Regions from separate parts of the Mus musculus genome. Here regions 1 and 2 are each linked to region 3. A link is a contact called in public HiChIP or PLAC-seq data. All regions are on one chromosome and are shown on one strand. Each heading gives the region's core, a stretch centred on a gene start, on an enhancer-like site or on the middle of the called end of the contact. The rest is flanking DNA. Distances are from core to core; before and after follow the strand shown. Region 1 has its middle 41 kb from the start of Gm24981. Region 2 has its middle 68 kb from the start of Gm24981. Region 3 overlaps Ebf2 (early B cell factor 2).

What was found. HiChIP or PLAC-seq counts read pairs in DNA pulled down with a chosen protein or histone mark.
Region 1: an H3K4me3 HiChIP or PLAC-seq map of craniofacial prominence shows a contact between it and region 3, with 4 times the contacts expected there. The contact joins two enhancer-like sites. A contact is called at or near these places in 2 of 484 Hi-C or Micro-C datasets (astrocytes and embryonic stem cells) and 8 of 115 datasets of contacts at active chromatin or transcription factors (craniofacial prominence, embryonic basal ganglia, embryonic forebrain and 5 more).
Region 2: an H3K4me3 HiChIP or PLAC-seq map of embryonic limb bud shows a contact between it and region 3, with 5 times the contacts expected there. The contact joins two enhancer-like sites. A contact is called at or near these places in 5 of 115 datasets of contacts at active chromatin or transcription factors (embryonic hindbrain, embryonic limb bud, embryonic stem cells and 2 more) and 1 of 9 other capture datasets (embryonic stem cells).

The regions. Positions count from the first base shown.
Region 1 is chr14:67,606,399-67,609,911 of GRCm38.p6, forward strand. No RefSeq gene overlaps it. Among named protein-coding and RNA genes, the nearest start is that of Gm24981, 41 kb to the left of the region's middle. Within about 2 kb of position 2,118, at least 23 of the 459 cell types and tissues checked have an H3K27ac peak or open chromatin away from gene starts, as enhancers often do. A contact at or near this core is called in craniofacial prominence, where this site is marked.
Region 2 is chr14:67,632,878-67,636,516 of GRCm38.p6, forward strand. No RefSeq gene overlaps it. Among named protein-coding and RNA genes, the nearest start is that of Gm24981, 68 kb to the left of the region's middle. Within about 2 kb of position 1,469, at least 6 of the 459 cell types and tissues checked have an H3K27ac peak or open chromatin away from gene starts, as enhancers often do. A contact at or near this core is called in embryonic limb bud, where this site is marked.
Region 3 is chr14:67,343,108-67,346,704 of GRCm38.p6, forward strand. The region is part of intron 6 of Ebf2 (early B cell factor 2); the gene reads left to right. The region is part of intron 5 of 4930438E09Rik (RIKEN cDNA 4930438E09 gene); the gene reads right to left. Among named protein-coding and RNA genes, the nearest start is that of Gm6878, 30 kb to the left of the region's middle. Within about 2 kb of position 1,779, at least 74 of the 459 cell types and tissues checked have an H3K27ac peak or open chromatin away from gene starts, as enhancers often do. A contact at or near this core is called in craniofacial prominence and embryonic limb bud, where this site is marked.

The DNA of each region.
Region 1 (3,513 bases), core at 868-3,367, 260 kb after region 3:
ATGTATGCTACCTCCATGACCTTAGGCAAGTTCCCAGCTTTTCTTCAGCTCCCAAATCTTTTAAATAAGTTTATAATAGGAACCTTGTCTCGTGAGGTTATTTTAAGGATTCAATGTAATAATGGTCATGAAGGTATCTGGCACACAGGGTCTGGCCCTTGACAAATGCAGAAAAAAAAAAATCACAATAAAAGAAAATAAAAAAAAAAAGCTGATTGAATTTAAATGTCAATCCTAAGATTATTCACCGGAGCCCTCCTAGGGAGCCTAACTCAGTTTCCTCATCTGAAGTAATCAGGAAGGCTGCGCCCGCCCAAGGTATAAATCGGGGAATGTCCTAGAGGGATGAGAAAGCTTCACTGTTCAGGTGCAATATTAAGTTGTTCTTATTAGAATAAGCTCCCGAACAGCATGGGGACAGAGCCAAATCCAATCCACCTTCAACAGGGCAAGAAGCAATCGCTGTTCCCCAGGAAGAGCGATACATAATTCAGCAATGTGGAGATGCCGGTCGGCCGGCCCTCTCTCATCTTTTCCTTCCAGCAATGGCTCCCGCTCACAGGTTTCAGAACCATACACAGCATATACTCCCCGAAAAGGGAGGCGGAAACACCCTAAACCAGGGAGGCAGGGGCATTAGAACAAGGTTTTGCCCTAACAAAAGTTTCTAGTGATCTCTTTCTGGACTTGAATCCCTTAGGGCTGGGTCTGCAATGCAACCTTGTGACTGGAAGGGCCTTTAAAGCCTTAGACCCCTCTTCATCTTGCAAACAGCTCTCATTCTTTGTGAGGCAGCTGTTTTTGTTTGGGAGCTTTTTGTTGTTGTTGTTGTTTTTCATTAAATTGTCACAACAGTCTTCTCAGTTGGTGCTAATCTTCCTAATTCACAGATAAGGACTGGGAATGTCCAAGTAGCTCGTCCCACACCATGTTGCTGATAGGTGGCATGCCTAAAATTGAACCTAGATACAATCTTCCTCACTCTATGGTGTTTTTTGCTGCTAGAGCCAGGGGCCATTTCACACAATATATTTCCCCGTACTTTCTATAATAGCACTGGAATTAAAAATGTGGAGTAGATGGTTAGTAAAGTGCTGTGTGTGTGTGTGTGTGTGTGTGTGTGTGTGTGAGAGAGAGAGAGAGAGAGAGAGAGAGAGAGAGAGAGAGAGAGAGAGATATGTGGAGGTCAGAGGTCAACCTCAGGGACATTCCTTAGGATACTGTCCATCTTGGTTTTTGACACAGGACCTAGATCTCACTGGTTTGGCTAAGCTGACCAGCCAATGGGGACCAGGGGCCCTTTGGTCTCTGCTCCCCAGTGCTGGAATTACAGGCTCCTACTGCCATTCCTGGCTTTGTATGTGAGTACAGAGGGGACAAACCCAGATACTAGTGCTCAGGAAACAAGGACTTTACCCACTGATCTGTCTCCCCAGGCCACTCCTCCCTTACTTTTGTTAACAAAAGAGATGAGGCCAGGCTTGAACAGTCCAGGGCGGGAGTGATTCCAGCCAGAACCTAAACATCTTTTATTTTCATTATCTAAATTGTTTTCCCTAGAGCTAGCTTCCCAGTTATGGCAATGCTGTAACAATTCAAACGCGTATATTTAAGTTTCAGAAGACACTTGGTTGATCTAAAGAAATGTAGAGTGTAGTCTGTATATTGCGAAGGCTGGGCCAGGGAAATGGCTCAGCGGGTGAAGGTGCTTTGCTGCTTCACGGAACTACTGCTTGACTCTGGGCTCCAGTCCGCACCGCGGGAGGAAAGGACCCACGCTCACAAGTTGTCCTCTGACCTCCACACGCGGGCCTTGATGTGCTTGCATGCTCACACACACATGCACACCCATGCACACACGTCAATTTGCTTTGAATTGCATACGAATCATCTGAGTAGAAGCCCGGAGTGGTTCTCAAGGGTGATTAAAATGAAGTTCTCGCTTTAAAAAACAATTGCGACCGCCGGAAGCGAAGGTTGGGCATCACAGTTCGCGGTCGGTCGGTCTGTGAGGACAGTCCGAAGTTTACAGACGGTGGCCCATGGAACCAGAGAGAGAAACCCCAGAGGAAGCAGGGAGGATTAAGCAACTGCTAGCTGGGCTCCGAAGAGCAGAGCTCTTGGTCACGTGACTGCAAGACAGGCAAAACCAAAGAGAGCTGCAGTTACCTGCAAGCCTCCTGGGACAGGAGCAGCCTCGGGTGCCCGAGGAGAGCGCAGGGTAGCGGAAAAGATGAAAGGCCTGGATAAATATAAAGACCCGGAGGCTGGGTTTCAGACAAGCCCTACGAGAAGGCAATAAGCACTCGGAGAGACTGCCCTGGGCACTGTGGGGAGAGCTCTGAATCAGGAGTCGAGAGCTTTTTCTTTGGTGCTATCTGTGTGGCCCAGGACAAGACTCTTCCTGGGGTTCAATCCTCTCACCTAAAAATGCCTCTTCCAGGTACTCAGACTCTGTTCTTTAATGCAGACATTAGCAAAATTTCCTGCTCAGTTTCTATGAAATACAGTTTCAAAGGGACAGTATGTTTTCCTCCAAAAATCCTTTTCTATCACTCTATCTCCCTCTGATGAGAACTTCATGGACACATAGAAACATACGCACGAACACACACACACACACACACACACTAACAATCACATCTAGAATAGTAATCATTTGACTGTTAATATAATCACAGGCTAATGCTGGCTATAAATATCAAGCGAGAACGGGGTCAGTCTCTGGTGGGCTTGAGGAATGTGCCTTGTGGGTGGTACAGGAGCCACTTTTCCAGGGGCCTGCAGGAAAATTAACCACCCGTCTACCTCTGAGGCTCACAAACTCTTCTCACCCAGATCCACAAGCCCCACTTCCCTTCTAAGGAATTCAACCAGCCTCTTAGCTTAGTTCTTTGGCTTTCAATGTTGGGGACCATGATGTCACATAAAATCTCAGTGCTTCTCTCTGGAGGAGTTCAAAGGCTGAAAGACCGGGTCCCGATTATTGCCTTGGTAAAGGGAGGCTTTTATGAGACTCATCAAAAAAAAAAAAAATATATATATATATATATATAGTCTGGATCCGCGTGCAAGCCACAGCAGGGTGACAGTGGGTGTTGGGGTGACCTGCTGGAAAGGAACAACATAAACATCAAGCACTTAGCTGGGCATTAGCTGTTACCCGTGCATGGAAAAGTTTAGAAGGGTCTGCTCTCAGATACTTGTGGTGCAGCTAACAGGGCTAGCTGTCGTGAAGGGAACACAGACACAGAGAACACAAGGCAGGGGGCCTCTGTGTGCACTGACTCCAGATGAACCGACCGACCGTGCCTTTTTGGGGGGCCATGGACATGGCTCATGGTAAGAATGCATACTTTGAAAGCAAAGAGGATCTGAGTTCAAATCCCCAGCACCTACATAAGACCTTGAGATGGTTGCATGTGCGTGAGGGAGGTGGAAATGGTGGATCTCAAAAACTCAGTGGCCATCCAGCCTAGCCTACATGGTAAATTTCAGGTCCGATGAGAGAAT
Region 2 (3,639 bases), core at 219-2,718, 290 kb after region 3:
ATACTATCATTTGGAAAACATCAAGAGAGCAAGCGACCTTTGTGCCTGCCTAACGAGAATGCCGAGAGCTGGGGTGCTTCCCTCAGGAACGTACTGTAATTTCTCATGGAAACACTTTGTGAAAAGCCAGTCGTATATCGTAGCCCCTAAGTATGAAACCACGGGTCCCTCTAACCACACAAAACAGCTGTGCCCTCCGCAAAAGGTCATCTGCCGCAGTCATGTTTCTCTTTACTTGTAAAGGAATGTCAGCCCATGTTTTATGCACTCCTCATGACAGGGCACTGTTTATTGTATCACCAACCTGCCAGAACTTCAGAACGAGGAAACTGCCATTATGCGGAGAGTATATATCTTTCTGACTCGCAGGAAAGATGAAAATTAAGAACGGCCCCTTTTTGGAGTGGCCTAAGTATTCTTTGACAGTCTCCTACAATATTTCAAATATCTCAGATTCATAAAACCTGATGCTTGACTCTCTGAACCCACTGGAGCCTGGGTAGGAATGTCAGAGATCGAAAGGACAGCGGACAGCTCTGCCCCCGGCAGGTGATCTGACCAAGGACTTTAAACCAGTTTGTTTGGTGCCCCCCAAGGACTCCGGGGCACATGTAAAGAAACAGGACATTAGGAAATAATAACGGCTAATGTATAGCAGGTGCCTGTCCTGTGCCTGGCATGGGACTTGCATTATCTCAATTTGTCCTCACGTCTATGGAAAAAGTCACTCCATGATACAGATAAGAAGAATAAGATCGTCAAGGGACTTGTCATGAGGGCACAGCCACATTGCTGGTGCGAGAGGGCATCTTAAGATTCAAAATCTGGGGAAATACATCAATCCTTGCACGCATGGGGACCCAAATTCCATCCGCGGAAGTGATGCGAAACAAAACAAAGGAAAACAAAAGAGTTGGATGGAGTGGGTGTGGCTGTAGTGTGCTTTAATCCAGCACCGGGAGTGGATTCCCCAGGCGGTTCAAAGCCAGTGAGAGACCCTGTCTCTAAAGAGCAGGTCAAGGAGGGGGCTTGAGGAAGGGACACATCTAAGGAATGACAGCTGAGATAGTCCTCTGGCCTCTACATATGGACACACACACATACACGCACACACACACACACACAGAGAGAGAGAGAGAGAGAGAGAGAGAGATGCTCAAAGCCACACATGTAGTTCACACTCATAGATCACATGCCCTCTAGGCACCCTGGTTCCATGCTACAGTAGTGTCTTTACCATCCTTACGTGCAGCTGATACTGTCTACGGTGTCAGGGAGACAGCATGCATCCTAATCATAGGAACACACATACACGATAAACTATTTGACATCAGATCTGTGTGACCTTAAACTCCACATTCCTATGCCAAAGTTCTTGGCCCCGGGGAGTTTTCTAGAAGCCAGGAGAATGTGAACTATCTTCAGTCCCCTGCTTTAATTCTTGATTGTCTAGGCTACGAGGAGGAGGGGGCTAGGGATGAAGTCACTTGAGAGATCTGTTTTAAATCCTTGTCAAAGTCTGTTTCGCTGTGTTTTTATACTCTAGGCCAGGTGAAATTTTAGGAATGTCAGGATATTTGAGCAAACAGTCTAGATCTGGGGCAGGCTGACGAGGAACATGTGGCCACCACGGAACACGAAACTTGTTTCTGTGAGTTAGTGCAGAGGCTCCCAGCAGGTTGGGCAGTCTGGCCCTGGCCTCCTGCCAATTAGAATTCGATATTCAAGTGCAAGGGGAAATGCTAGGGGTCAAACCATGCGACAGAGATGGGGTTCAGGGAGATAGGGGAGAGGAAGCTAAAAAAAAATTAAGTATACATGGGAATGCCTTAAAGAATTTCAGAGTGGGCAGCAAAGTAACTGCCGGGTTTCCTCTGCTTACAGGGCACTAGTATTCAAAACCAGGGGAGATGCTTCAGTTCTCACAAGCATGTTGGCCATGCAAAACAAAACAGAAAAAGCTAGATGTGGTAGTGGTGTGAGACAGAGACACAAATGGACTTCTCTTTACACACACACACACACACACACACACACACACACACACCTTTCTCTGCTCTTCTTCCTCCTCCCCAATACACTCAGGATGTTGTGTGGAAGACAGAGCCTGGGTGAGGGGCACTGGATGGTAGGCTGTCTTCTCATCTTTCCACTGACGCTCCTGAGTTCTGTGACCTTTCAAGTCACTTATCCTATGCCTTTTCACCTCAGTTTTCACACACACACACACACACACACACACACACACACACACCTGCAGGAACACACAAATATACGCATGCACAAACACGCACACACTAGCAGATCTATACTGAAAACCAGCTGGAACGGTCATATTTTATCCAGTAGCGTGAGGGTGTTTCATCAAATGGTTGCTGTGGTCCTTTTGGGGTCTGGAATGTTGTGACACAATGCCTTTCCTGTCTCTTCTCTTCCTCCTTTACTTCCGATCCTATGTCTCTCTTGTGTGGAATCTCTGTGTCTCCCTTCCCTCTTCCCTCCCTATCTCCTTGATGTTCCCTCTGCTTCCGTTTGTGTTTTGAAGCAGGATCTCACTATGTAACCCAGGCTGGCTACCCTTGGACTAACTTGGCCTCTGGAATGTTGGCTTGAGAGGTGAGCACCTCCACACCCAGCTTCTCCTTACCCCGCCCCCCCCCCTTGCTTATCACTGTGGCACTTTTTGTTTAACCTGTGGAGGGCACTGTTTCAGAGGCTAAGGAGCCAGCTCAGCCATACCTTGATTGGAGCCCGCACTCTGAGCCTCTGTAAATGCCAGCATTCTGCCAGGCGTGGTGAATATGTGGCCACAGGGGAACTCAGATGCCTGTTTCCACTGGTATGCAAACTGTGAATCTCAGGATTTCTTAAACTAATGGCTTGCATGTTTTAAAAGAGACCATCTCAGGAGGAGTCTCAAGCAATAAAGCAAAGTAGCAATTGTCGGAGATACAAAGACATAAGAGGATTCCAGTGGTGAGCAAGGACAGTGGTGCATGCCAACTCTGTGTGTCCAATCCCTTCATCTTCCTCCTGGAGAGGATCACCTAGCCCAGCGCTATCAAGTAGAGTTTGCTGGGTCTACAGAAACGTTCAGTGTCTGTGTACTCCACAATGGACCCAGCAGCCATGTAGTGACTAAGCACTTGAAACAGGTTGGATATGACCAACTGGCTTTCAAAATTCTCTAATCATTTAAGTTTAAACAGTCATGTGAGGCTGGTGGGCATCCATCCCATGGAGCGGTGTAGACAGAGGACATTAGAAAGAAGCTCATGAGGCAACAGGTGCTCTAAGGAGGGTAGACTATGTTACGCAGAATAGAAGCTGGCTAATATCCTTTAAGATATTGAGGACATTAAAGGCAATAAAATCCTGAATCATTGAATTCTTTTTTTAAAAATCTTTTTGTTGTTGTTGTTTTATGATGTATATGTGTATGTGTGTATGGTAGGTCTATGAGTATGTGTGTGTGAGTGTGTATGTCTCTGTGTGTACATATATGTGTATGTTATGTGTCTATATGTGGTGTGTATGTGTGCATGTATACATGCCTGCATATACAGTCACCTCAATGTCTGTCTTTGCCCTCTATCTTTCTTGTTCATTGATGCATGCCCTAGGCTAGCTGGTCCATGG
Region 3 (3,597 bases), core at 529-3,028:
TTGCGGCTGACTTGGGGACATTAGTTTTCTATGCATTATTATCGACAGAGAAACATCTACAGCCTTTGCCTGTGTTAATACCTAAATAAAAGGCAAGGTTTTAAAGCTTTGCAAAAAATTTTTTTATACATTTCTCCCAAAGGTGAATTCTCATACCTTCTGACATCTCATTAATCGATTGACCAGAATCTGTTATTTTTACATTCCGTTGCTACAATTCTAATTAACCTTTGCTAGTTAAATACTTACCCCCCAAAATTGTAGCCCTTTTCCTCTAATGCAAAAATTTCAGGAAAACCTTTTTCTTGTTGTTAGCCCTTAATTAGGCATTAAGTGGGCAGGGATGGGTGTTTCATGGCATCTACTGCTCCTCGTAAAGGGTTTTTGAAATGTTAGGATAAAATCTTAAGGTACAAAACACATAGGAAGTGTGTGCTGCACCAAAGCTTCGGAGATAGATCAGGCTCTCCTTAGACATACAGTTCTCACGCTTTTAAAATTCTAGGCCGACATGTCTCAGAAAATAAATACATTCATGGTAAGCAATATGAAATGTTTCTCCAAAGAACAGCAACAAAACACACCCCAGGAGAATCGCTGGAGGCTGAGAAAGAGAAGGACCCACTTTAAAGATAAACCTTAAACTGATACTGCTGTGGATTTTGGAACGTTCAGCCTCACTCATTATTTCTAGATGCAGGAAGACCCCGTTATTCAGCACGCTTATCCCAGGCCCTGCCTATGTGATTTGGGGTTCCTCTAGACTTTTAGGTTACTGTGTCCTGTTGTTTGAAGAATTTTCTCTAATAACTTAGCTGTCAGATTAGTGAATCTGAGTGGGTCTTTTAGGGAAAAAAAAGTGGTAAATGTTCTCTTCCTTCCGTATAAGTACAGGCCGTGTCCTGTTCAAGGGCTAAGGACGTTCTTTTAAAGCTTATTTTAAAATGACAGTTTGAAGAACCCAAGGCCAGAAAAACTCAGCCACACGACCCTGAAAGGGCAGGAAACCACTTTTTTTTTTTTTTGCAGATCTGGGGAAATGGAAAGTTTGGGTCTGAGGTCTTGTAGAAACAGATTGGCATTTTAAAAAAATGTAGTGAATGTGCTGGTGTGGCCCGGTCGCAGTTTCATAGCATATTCTCCAGTTTTCACGAGAGACGCGGCTCACCGCCCCCTCTACCCCCCCCCCCCCCCCAGCAATCCCATTCTGTGTAACACCTCACACTGCTCCTAACGGCGAGAAGTTTCTGGTTACAGGGCTGCAGTGGCCGTCTAACATTACCAGTCTTCCGCAGCCTCCAAACGGGACTTGAACAAGGCTTTTTGTTTTAATCTCCTTTCTCCCCGCTGGTTGCAACTTTGGGAGGGGACGCCAAGGTTCGCCACGCAAACAGGGTTAGTGCCTCTTTAAGGAATATTTAAATTGCATTTCCTACTGTCAGTTAAGTCTCATCAATCATGTTTTTAATTAAAAAGAAGGACATCTACATCCCACTTCCCACTCAAAGTGCATAATGAAATTGTAGATTGGGGCTGGGCTAGAGAATCTCAGCTCCGCTTTGTGCATCCAGTGGGGGAAGCAGGGAGGTCAGAAACAGTGGCGCATACGCAAGTGGCAAACAAATAACACTCCTGATAGGGCCGGGTGACATGTGTCAACCCTTGTCATCGAGAAACAAGAAAGGCAATGTGCCCAGACAAAGGGTAGGGTGGAATCTCTACACAGTGGCAGAACCTGACCCACGCGCGAGGGCTTTGTGTAGCAGACGCGGTCTCTCATTGTTCTGTGACTGCCTCCCCAGTACCCCTGACAACAGCCATCGCCGCTGGCATTCCACCCTGACATCTGTTCAGCTTTATTGATGCGGCCCTGGAGGAATTCCCAGTGTAAACAGGGAAATTCTCTAAGGGAGCCCCGTGTTGTAAAAGGATGAGCTGCACAACGCAGAGATTTAACCACTATTTAAAGGTGTGACACATGATTGAAAGTGACTTGATTTTTCCCCCCTTTCCAATCCCACCTCCCTCTCCACCCTTAACTGTATTTGGCACAAACTAGCTTCAGCGACACCCCACCTCCCTCTGCTCCTTGCTTTGTTTTCCTGATGTATAACTGTTAGGAGAAATGAAGGATGGGGGTTGGGGGTTGCTGAGTACCACCATCCAAAACAGCCATTAAAAAAAAATTCTGGGTTACAGTCAATTGCATCTAGTTTGTTGCGCTGGGATCCTGCCTGCTGCCCACCCACACTCCTGGCAAGAAACAGCTTGAAAGTCACTTGGTCCTGTGGCAGAGGCCAGTGGGGTGGGCTTTGTCCTCCCACTAAGCAGCAAGTGTGGCAGTTTACAGCCCCAGAGTGAAACCTGGTCGGACAAATTCTGGCCATGCTCTGCTTCAGGGACTTAACTATGGAATTTTGGCAATGGAACCATAGGATGGATATATATATATATATATATATATATATATATATATATATATATATATCTCCAGACCTGATGGGACGTGCAAAGCATCCGTCATTGCTCTAGCAAATGCATGTTTGCTCCAAGGCCAGTTCTAAAATGTTGCAGCTTAGATCAACTTCTTGGCAGACATTCAAGTATAGGGAGTGTCGCACAAGCTCTGGCCACTAACATTTTGTTGCTTCAGTTAAATGTGCAGCACTGGCTGGGCCCTGTGCACTGTGACTGCATGGAGTGAGCATTGAACTTGACTTGGACTGTGGGGGTGGAACGTATTTTGCCAGGCTGTGGGTCGTAGTTCCAGACCCTGCTGATAGATGGCAAAATTGAAAAGCTACAGTGATTTCCTCTTGGGCTGAATCAGAATAAATGAGGTTCTGGGTTACCATAATCAAGGCAAAAGAAAATGGCAACATTATCAGAGTATGAAGTCCAAAGCCACAAAAGAAAAGTCTCTCTAGGGGAGTGTTTTCAAAGAACAGAAATCTAAAAGAAGGTGGGTGTGTGTGTGTGTGTGTGTGTGTGTGTGTGTGTGTAAGGGGTTATCTGTGTCTAAGTGGATAGTGTATGGGTGTATCTGTGTATATGATGGAGATTATGTGTGTCTAAGTGTGGTGTGTATATAAACTTTAATTCGTAGGCTGGTTTTCACCTAGTGTGTTAATATTGGCATTCAGCTATCTGGTCTTTCCCCTACATTCTACAAGGCAGCAGGACTTCAAGTGGAAGTCTTCAGAAGATCGGACTCACATCTCCACAGTTTAAATGTTTCACTTAAAGCAATGGAAACACTGTATAGATTTTTGTTTCTAAAAGTAACTTATGTGTAGCATACTCATTTCACACAGTTTAGAAAATATGAACAAAAAGTACAAAATGAGAAGGAAATGGCCCCAGTAAACCACCGCCCAATCAGAGTGGTAACCCTTCAGAGTTACCACTCTTCCTGTCTTCCCTTTCTCTTTCAAAAACAAAAACAAAAAAAAAATAGTGTGGTGATTTTACATTCTCGCCCTTTAATCTGTTTACTTCTTAGCACATCTGCCTTTTGGTGTCATCGGATACCCTCTTATGACATCACTGAGTAACTGTCATCTTTGGGACAAATATAGTTTCTACTATTTTGTCCTT